Linked DNA regions of Oryzias latipes: region 2 is linked to region 1. A link is a contact called in public Hi-C data. All regions are on one chromosome and are shown on one strand. Each heading gives the region's core, a stretch centred on a gene start, on an enhancer-like site or on the middle of the called end of the contact. The rest is flanking DNA. Distances are from core to core; before and after follow the strand shown.

Evidence for each region. Hi-C and Micro-C count contacts between places; a contact is called where the count stands out from the background.
Region 2: a contact with region 1 is called in a Hi-C map of gastrula embryo, with 2.7 times the contacts expected there. The contact joins the promoter of LOC101175543 here to the promoter of pawr in region 1. A contact is called at or near these places in 5 of 5 Hi-C or Micro-C datasets (embryo, fibroblasts and gastrula embryo).

The regions. Positions count from the first base shown.
Region 1 is chr23:19,316,660-19,321,878 of ASM223467v1, reverse strand. It overlaps pawr (PRKC apoptosis WT1 regulator protein), which reads right to left and starts at 2,163. Exons shown (of 7, transcript XM_023952338.1): 1 at 1,979-2,163; 2 at 1,105-1,731. The coding sequence starts at 1,608.
Region 2 is chr23:19,624,260-19,629,478 of ASM223467v1, reverse strand. LOC101175543 (NADH-cytochrome b5 reductase 3-like) reads right to left here and starts at 1,978. Exons shown (of 9, transcript XM_023952551.1): 1 at 1,844-1,978; 2 at 1,467-1,592; 3 at 1,324-1,396; 4 at 1,149-1,255; 5 at 953-1,082; 6 at 799-882. The coding sequence starts at 1,864.

The sequences.
Region 1 (5,219 bases), core at 914-3,413:
TGGAGGTTTCTGAGGGAACAAGTTCTCCAAATGTGATTACTTTTAGAAAGTATTTAGAAAAAGAAGAAGGTTAAATCCTTTTCCAACTCTATAAAACAAAGAAAAAGTCTTTTGGCGCCCCTAAAACTAAGGAAGTCCCAATCCAACTACAATCGGAGATCAGGCCAGATCATGTAGTTTCATATTTCTAACTTATTATTTCACATAAATGCCTTGGTAGAAGTCTTCATATCATGAACGGATCACTTTATTGCATTAAAACGCAGCAGAATACGACACTTGTTTGAGCAGGAGGTGCACAGAAAAACAGTTCAGCGAAGTCGGCAAGAAATTCACAGAATTTGACTACCAGGCTCAAAATCTTTCAAGAAACATTTAAAGTTGACAGTGAGTGTCTCTACTGGTTTGTCTTCAAAGTCCCACTCTGATCATCCTTTGATCTATTGTAAAAGCGTTCCCAGCGTGTGGTTTTCTAGGACATAGTTTCTGCAGAGCGGCAGGAGCTCATAAGAAATCCGACTCCAAGTTGTGGGCGGGGCTATTGGCACAGCGTAAGCCCGCCCCACTTCTCGTCACACATCTGAATCTGGATCTCAACTGTACGGCCGGAGGGCTCCGATATTGCTCGCCGTTTTTGTTGCGCCTGTAATGTTAGCTCGGTGGCGTGAAGGGCAGTAAGCTAGCGGGAGAGAGAGAGTAAACCGTTGGATGATGGGAAAAGGGGGTGGGCTTACTCCAAACATACAGTCTCACAAACCCACAACTCTGAGGTAAGTTTCTAATTAAAGACTGCCCCTCTGCAGAAACTATGTCCTAGAAAGTGAAATGACAAGTTGTTGTTTTTTTTACTTTTGGCTAAAAAGGCCACAATGAAGCATAACTTATAACTTAAGGTCAATTAAATGTAAAGTAGGGCACAACCTGGACCCGTTTATTTAATTTGTTCATTATTGAATGTGTTAAGTTTTGGATCGGGACTTGGTATCAAACTGGAATCGGATCAGGTCCACTTTAGTGATCGGGTATAGTGATCTGAAAAATGTCAGACTACATTTATCTGCCCTCATCCCGTGGATGGAGCCCCGGGCGGACGGACGGACTCACCTCATTGGACGGTATGCTGACAACACCTGTTGATCTCCTCTTTTCCCTCAGCTTCCTCTTCTCGATCTGCCCCTTGCCCTTCCTGGCGCTGGGGCCGGAGCTCTTCTTCTCCTTGCCCTTGCCGGGTGATGGACTCTCCTTGTCGGCGTCGTTGCACGCCATGGGGCTGGAGTCCGGGGACGCGCAGGGAGCCTTGTCCGCCTGAGGCGTGGCCTTCCTCGGGCTGCTCTCCGGCGAGACGGGGTGGTGCGCCGCTTCCTCCTCCGCTCTCCTCAAAGCGCCGCCGGAGGAGGACCGAACCACCGCGCAAGGGGAGGGGTGGCAGTTCCCGGCGGAGGCGCCCCGCTCCGGGCTGTCGCCGGCGGGAGAAGCGTGGCGGCTGTTGTTGGCGCCGGTGGCCGCGGCGATGTCCCCCAACATTTTGGCCCGCATTTTCTCCCGCTTTGCCTTCCACTCCTCCAGAAAGTCGGTGGTGGCGTTTGGCTTAAACCCGCCCGTGGCCATCACCCCCGGGCTTTTTCTCTCCTCACAAGTTGGTGAAAGTTGAGTCAAAGTTGACTAAAGTGTTCCGCTTTCGGCCCCCGTCCTAATGGCGCCGCATTCCTTAAGTGATTAACCCAGGAGCTGCTGACAGGTACAAGAAAATAAAGTCAACACCTCTTTTTTGTTTTTTTAATTGCTCGTTTTTCCAAACCGAGACGCCCTATTTGATTCCGCGCAGGAGTTTTTTGTTTTTTTAAACAGACACACACACCTGACTTTCCTCGCAAAGTTACTCTGGCCTCTTCTTCTTCTTCTTCTTTTATTTAAATTTGCCCAAACTACCGGACTTTACAGTGGAGGACGGAGCAGCGAGGCTGTGACGGAGACTCACCTGAGAGGCGCCGCTTCTGCCGTCGAACTGCCCTCCTCTGTCAGACCAGGTGTGAACGTGTTCCGCTCAGATGAGTGGCGCTGCTCCGGAGCGCTGCGTGCGGCTCTCTGCTCGCTCTGCCCTCGCGGAGGTGATGGCGAAAACACACGAGCACTTCCGGATAAAGCCGAAGCTCTAAAGTTTCTTTTGTTTTTTGTTTTTTGGTTTTTTTTAGGACTTAGTTATAAATGTTTTGTGTATATTATTTGTCGTTATTTATTTTATGCTTTTCATGTTTAATTTTAATAAACAATGAACAAAAGATAAAATAAAACACTTAATATTCTATGTCTTTGATAAAACACCACTGACATTAAAGTTTAAAATACATTTCATAATTTCATATTTCATGATATTTCATAATTTGAAATATCATTTCAATTCATTTCAGTATTTTTTTGTTTGTTTTCTATCATTTGCTGATGATACAACTGTATTTTGTGTTACAAAATAATGACTATAGAATTTATATGGTTCAAATATATTTTTTTAAATATGAAAGTACTAATAAAAGTACAAATTTGCAGCAGTTTGCAATGTTTTACTGCAATTTGTAGCAACAAAAAAAAGAATTACGGCTGAAAAGATAAAAACAAAACAAAAACTTAAAATAAAACCTAAAAGTCCACGATAAAATACTACTAAAGTATAATAAAGTTCCTCTAATAATAAAAATAATAATATAATTGCCTTCCGAAATGTATGTAAATGACACATATCAATAAAACCTACTTTAAGTTTAAATAAAATAATTGATCTCTGCCATTTATCCTCAGATTTGATGATTTGGAGATTCATTTATTTATTTACAATTACAAGTTTTTTGCTCATTTTGAGCTGAACTCTGAGAAAAACATTTCCATTTTAAGAAATTGTCTAAAAACTCGTGTTTGTGCAGGAAAAAGGTGGTCTTTTCTACAAGGTTTGCCAAAGACGGCCCTTTTTGTTCCATCACAGTGCCGGTAACGTTTCTGATGTTTTGGCGGTACATTTGGAGGAATCCTTTCTGTCCATCAACATCAGTAGGTACACTGCACGCCTTCGCAGCTCTGACGTACATCACCACAGCTCCTTCAGCAGCACCACGTCGACAGTAGTGCAGTCGGAGAGGAGCGTCTGGGCAGACCAGAGCTTGTCTGCGACTGAACTCTCCCACACAGACTCCCCCCAGGCGCTGCAGGAGTCACCCAGCCAGCTCCGATCAGAGGAGCGCCTCCACTGTTTTCCCAACAGAAGCAATGCCTGAGGAGGGAATGGGTGTGGACTGGAGGTTTGCATCAAACTAAAACGTTTCTTACGCTGTTTTGGAAAAGGTGCATCGTGTGAAAGTTCAAAAAGGTGCAGTTTTATTTAAAAACATTTCCCAGGAAAAAAAAAACAGATTTAGCATGATATGGATCAGCTGATCTTCAGTCTGACGTTGATCTGTGGGTTCTAGTCTGGACTGAAGGTCCGACAGTTCAGTCCTGCAGCTCCAGTTTCCAGATGGAAAGCAGCCAGACTCCTTAAAAAAAAAAAAATCTGCACCATCAGCTGAAATCTCTCCTGCTTAGCTCCTTCACAAACCACATGGCTCCTCTTCTCTTCAGCAGGAGGAAATGCTCTCCGTGACTTTTAACGCTAACAGATATGTTGATGGATTTCACTGAGGGGCAGTTTTTCCTGCTGTGTTGCAGTGACTCTGACCCTCACAGCTGCTGGATCTTGTGGTGCAGAAAAGCTGTCATCAAATAAGCTTCTGAAAAACTACAACTTTCTCTTTGTTCAGTTGATTATAACTCTTTTCCATTTGTCTTTTTTAAAGACCTGCTTTAATAAAAATAGTGTTGTTTTTTTAACATGTTCTTGTGGTATTTTTCATGCACAGAAAAAACGGAATCTTTTCAATGGTTTATCTAAGGTACTAGAATTTATTTTTTTAAATAAGAGTTCTTGGTAAGATGTTTGTTTTTTACACCATTAGAAGATTTGTTGCTTTATTTAAGGAGCATTTTAAAATTTTAAGAATTATTGACTTATTTCAGGGTTTTTTTCTGTGAAAATGAGTATTGGAACGAGAATCGATCGGTAAATTGAAAGCTTTGCTTCCTGGCTCAGCTCTCTCTCTCATCATCACAATAGAATGGTAAAGCGACCGCATAACAGTGGACGCTGCACCAATCCGCCTGTCGATTGCACGCTCTGTTCCTCCCTCACTCGTGAACAAGACCCTGAGATACTTCAACTACTCAACCTGGGGCAGGACAACTCCACCCACCCGGAGGGGACAAACTTAAACTTGGCCATCCCGGCCACGCCCACAATTGCCTCATTGGCGGTCTTGGCTCAATGAAGCCAACAAGACAACATCATCTGCAAAGAGAGGACATCCTGTGGTCCCCAAATCAGACCCCCTCCAGTCCCTGACTGCACATAGAAATTCAGTTCCTATGGATTCTGAACAGAACCGGAGTCCAGTGAGCACCAAGAAAGCTTTTATGTTTTTTGTGTGCAAAATGCTGCATTTCTTCTGATGTCTTTTAAATGCCTGCAGCCAATTGTTTGCAAATATTTTCAGAAGATTTGAGGTTAAAGCATGGGTTCTTTCTCTGGGGGGGGGGGGAGAAGTGTTCATTTTGAGTCAAACGGTTTCATTTTGTTGATTTTAGAGTCAGCATTTGAAATCCCTCGTGGGATCTCTCCCATAATGAGCCCGTCTTAAGCAGAGCTATAATTAATACAGCATTGTGAGCGGGGTGCTCAGGCACATCTTCCTTTCACTAAGTGTAAATTGCATTTCAGGGATTTTCAGTCCCCGTTTATTCCGCTGTTTCCCAACAGTACAAATCTTGAAGCCGCTATAGGGGTTTTAGTTTCACAAATCTAATTTCATGCTACGACAATAACCTTATAACTTAGTGATGCTGAAGGGTATGAACCTTATTTTGCTAGATTTGCGCAGAGAGATGACTCCCAAGGGTGCCATGACTTTCAAGGAAGCTTATCGCGGATGTTATCTGAGGAGAAGCTGTGTATTTGTTCATGTTTTTGGGCCTAAAATGTAAAAAAAATGTTCGATATAACTTGACAGCTAGCCCTCTGCTTCCTACCTTTGGGTGAAAGGCCAGTCGCTATCAGTGCAACCCTGTTCCAGATAATGAGAAAACTTTGAGCTAAACATTATCTAAAAATAAAACCCAATCTATGGGCTCAGGTCATCCGG
Region 2 (5,219 bases), core at 729-3,228, 310 kb before region 1:
TATAAAAGTAGGCGGTCCAACGCTTAAAACGTTTGACAGACTCCCAATCCCGCATTCAGTAAAAAGGGGTGTGCCTTTTCAACAAGTTCAATCCTGATTGGAGTGGTTGCCATAGATACGTCGACTCGGACAAATCGCTGCCCACTGACTGTTTCTGGTTCCAACATGGCAACAGTTGTATTGCGAAAAAATGGCGAGTGAATGGAATTTATTTGGTTGAAATGTGAAGGAAGTGATTTTCTCTGGATGTCCCTCAGTCCAGTTCTCGTATACAGTCACAGACTATAATATATCATGATTGGAGGCTGGAGTTCCAGATGGGAGCAGTTTGAGGTGTTTTTGTTTGCAGAGGAAGGAGGTTTGAGCACCAATGATCTAATCAGAGGCTACAGAATGTGGACTTGTAACCCTTGTACTATCCTAGGCACTGTAACGTTGGGGGTTGGGTCATCTAGACCCACTGGACAGTGCTCTGAACCTTTTTTCTTCAATGATTTGTGATCTTCACTGGTGTCCATGGATTACATGAAATACTCGTCACCTTTATCCACCTTTGTCATGGTAGGGGGAACACGTCAATGTGGGTGGGGTCATCTAAGATAGCACAAGCTATTAACAGAGAGGGGGGGGGGGGTTCCCAAACTTCTTTTATTATTTTCTTATTTAAAAATCTTGTCCATTTTTGTTCCTCCATTTACTTAAACTTTATGAGTTTAGTGACCTTCAGTGAGTTTAGCACATGACTGGAGAACTGGGCCCTGCAGAACATCCTGGGACCCGCAGAACGCCGTTCCTCACCTGTTCCTCCAGCGATCATGCCCACATGTTTGGCCGTCTTCTTCACGGCCGGGGACTTTTTTTCCGGCTGGACGTCAAAAACCCCTGAAAAGGAGCGAGCAGAGCTCAACAACAGCCTCACCGTGGGGCGCGGCGTCTTCGTCGTGCCGCTCACCTCTGCCCCTGTAGACCAGGAGCCCGCTGGGGCCTCTGAAGTCGATGGTGTCGTTGATCTTGAGGCTCTCCAGGTACTGACTCATCTTCCCTCCTTCCGGAAACTTTGGGTTGATGCCTTTGAAGTAAACCTGCAGACACAGAGGCGTGTCAAAAGCGGGGACGTCGGTGAAAAGCAGGACTGTTGGGCTCCTCACCTTCACCACCAGGTCGACTGAACCTTTGTCGTCGTCGCTGGACACGGGGGTGTACGGCCGGACCACCAGCTTCCCGTCGATCTTTGCAGACAGGTAGATGTGCTGTCCTGCAGGGGAGAGCGCTCGTGAGTGAAGCTGCAGCTCCGGCCGCCTGGAGGTCGGAGGTCATACCCACCTACAGGGAGGCCCAGGACGTGCTCCGGGGAGGGCAGCGCAAAACGGAACCTCCTGGTGTCGTGACTCACGATCTGCAGAACAAACAGTTTCAAAGGAGCCCCTGAACGCACCAGCTGCGTTCAAAGACTCATTCCAACGCACCTCCTTATCTATGAGGCGCAGCGCGTATTTGATGTTGGGGTCCTCCAAGGTGATGGCGGGTCTCCTCTTGGAGAAGAAGAGTCTGAAGATGAGGTTGATGACGCTGTCCAGGCCGCCTCGGATGAGCTGAGTCATGAAAACGGAGGAATGACTCATCAGTTAGCGTTAGCAGCTGCATGAGGGAGAACGGCGGGCGCGGTTTCCCTAAATGGTTTGTGTTTGTTTGGGAGAAATGCGTCACTCCTTCCTGTAGACAGACAGGCCCTCACAATTTTGCTCAGGAAAACAGCACGAGCGACCGCATTAGCATGGGGGAGCGCGCATGCGCAAGCCGAGGAAAAACACGACTTAAACCGCTTTAAATGAGGGATACTCACGCCGAAGATGTAGGAGAGCATTTTGAGTCCGTTTGCGCTGTTAGAGGACGGAGGAGTTACCGTGAACTGACGGGGGGCTGTCGGTCAGGACTGCCCAGCTTCCGGTCCAACTCCGGTCAAAAGACTTGCAAAATAAAATGAATATTTAAACTACTGTCACCACAAACATTGGTTTCTATTTTAAACTTTCAATAACCGAAAACAAACAAAAAATAACCTTGAAGTAAAAATAATAATAATAATATTACGTTAAAATAAAAGGGATGTTCCTAACAAATAAAGGCTAAGCACGATATTATTCAACATTTCTTTAATTAGGCGAATTTAAACTTAAACCTTAAATATATTATTTAAAAAGTAAACTAAAAAGCACTTAACAAAAATAGCTATCTTTATCGGCATAATGTTTTTGTGTAGGACTCAGAATTTCTAAACTTCCGGTACCGTCTTGGAACCGATTCACGTCACTTCCGCTAAATTGAATCCAATTTTTCAGTTAAAGTGAACATGTCAGGAGCAATGACTTATATCACTAGAGGAGACACGCCCGTTTTAGAAGCCTAGCCGACGGTGGCGGAGCGCGACGCCATCTTGGTGAGGTCGACGACGCCCACATGACAATGATTTCTATTGCTTTTAGAGGTGTCTAAGTAGCTTTTATATACTATATATATTTTTAAATTTATATATATATTTATACATATATGTAAATACATTATATTTATATATATAATATATATATAGATACATCATTTGTTGTTAAAGAAGAGAAACAATCAACCTTAAAAGCTCAAACTTTAATGAAAATGCATTGTTGCAGGGTTACAAATAAAAAAATTATTACAAAGAATTTTTAAAAATAATTTCTAAACATTTAGAAGTTCTAGACCTCTTTGACATGTAATTTAAATTATTTAGAAAAACCCAACAATAAGTCAATAATATACAAATAATAATAAATCAATAGTGAATCAATACAAACAATAAATAATAACAATAAATAAATAATAAGTCAAATAATAATAAAAACAAGTCTATTAATTATAATATTAATAATTTTTTTTTTGTATACTTTATTTATCCCTCAATGGGGAAATTCTTCTCTGCATTTGGCCCATCCCCTGGGGGAGCAGTGAGCTGCAACTGAGCTGCGCTCGGGAGGCGGTAGCTTTAAGGGCCTTGCCTAAGGACCCTTACTGAGTGATGTTAACTGCTTGTCATTGATATGGTAATTGCCCCCAGTACCATTGTTTCTTCCCCTCCGGGAATCGAACCCTGGATTCCTGCATGGTAGCTGCTCACCTTACCAACCGAGCTACTCAGCCGCTAATAATAATTATAATAGTAATAGTAATAATAATAATAAATCAATAGTAAGTCAATGCAAACAATAAATAATAACAATACATAAATAATAAGTAAATAAACAATAAAAAATAAGTCTATTAATAATAATAATAATAATAATAATAATAATAATAATAATAATAATAATAATAATAATAATAATAATAATAATAATAAAATAAATATTCAAAAGAAGTACAAAAGTAAACAATAGATTTATCCTAAAAAAAACAACAACAACAAAAAGAACAATAGATTTATACTGATTCATGTTAGTGATCAATTTGTGTAACACAGATGGTATGGTGTCGGGTTTCAAGCAAACAGTCTGGCCTCTTATCAAAATGTGTTTCCACAAAATGTTCTGAACATATCCAGACTGTATTGCTAGTTGGTACCACAGTGATCCATCTGGATTAGCTCTTTTTATAGCTAAGATCCACTTTTTCCTTAAGTCTGAATCCTTTGGAAACCTGCAAGAAAAGTTCAGTCACTGAGTCAGAAATGTATAAATCTATATTTCTATAATAGCCTAGTATGCTGTATACAGGTTTAGCAAAATAAAATGTACATTTATGTCGACAGCAAATTATCCGTACATCATGCAGCATGTTGATAACAGCCCTGCAGCATCATGCATGTCAACATGTGTACGATTAATGAAGCCCCTGCAGCATAAAAAGAAAAAAATTATAGTACTTACCTGTGAAATGATATACTTTCCTCCTTCATGGACTCATTTATCTGATTTTGGCAGTTGAAACCCAAACAATGAACTGGTATTATGCAAAAAATGTGTTCACATGCATTCACTGCAGTAGTAAGTTGACCTCACCAAGATGGCGGTGCTCTCCTCCCATGAGGAATCACGTGATGTCTCCTCTAGTGATATAACTCATTGGTCAGGAGCACCAGTCAAACTTCGGCGGAAATCTTCGACCAATAAAACAAAAACATCTATCAGGGTATTCAGAGTTACTAAACTGTCCGATCAGAGTCGTCCTCTGACCAAAAACTCATTGTCTGATTGAATACCGACCTGAGTTTCAGGTGTTCTGCCTCATTCTCATCACAATCGTCGCTGGTTCAGCATGTTTTCAAAATTGCAATGTTCATCCTTTATTTACCATGAAGCAAGAGATTAACAAGTGGTCCCTGAACAACACCATTACATTTGAGAGCAGAACATTTAAAAAAAACTGTTCTGAAAGCAATAAAAATGAGTGTGCTCACAACCTGCTGAACCAAATATTTTAGTCCTGTTTATTCACAGAAATGTGTGTTAATGATGCACCGGACACTCAAATTGATTCAAAACTAGTGAGTTTTAATGCTTTAAGTCTTAAAATAACATCAAGTCAAAAATGTTGGAATTATCCTGGATCAGTCTGTGAGCACAACTGCATTCCTTTTTATTAGATTCCTTTAAAAAAATTCCACATCAAAAACAATCTCCTAAAAAGTAATTATTTTAAAGTGTTAAACTGCATCTAAAAAATAAACGAGTAAAAAGGTTTAGAAAGACTAAATTATAGTCTGAAATTTCAAAAACAATAACTTTTTAAACTTGTAAATATTTAAACTAAACCAACAAAATTTTGCAGTTACTTGTTGTTGAAAAACCTAATTTTACTACAATTTAAAGTCATTTCTTTGCCTATAAACGGTCAAGTTAAATTAAAGTTACAGTGAGCCAAACAAAGACCTGCAGGAAACGTTTGTACCACCGTCAATGACCTTAAAGTCTGACTTTTGTTGTTGAGCAAATACTTCAGAATCAGAATTATCATTTTATGCACAAAACGTGACGATACTCCCAAGGTGTTTAAAAAAATTAAAAAAAAAGAAATTAGACATACAAATATATTTAAAATAAAATAAAGTGTAAATTATGTTCATCCAATGTTAATTAGTAATACATAGTCAGTGATGTAGTATTGCACTTGTGAAAATGGAATAACCTATAATTTTCTTTTATTACCATATAAACATAATGTACATGCCTTATTGAAATGAATACATGGATTTT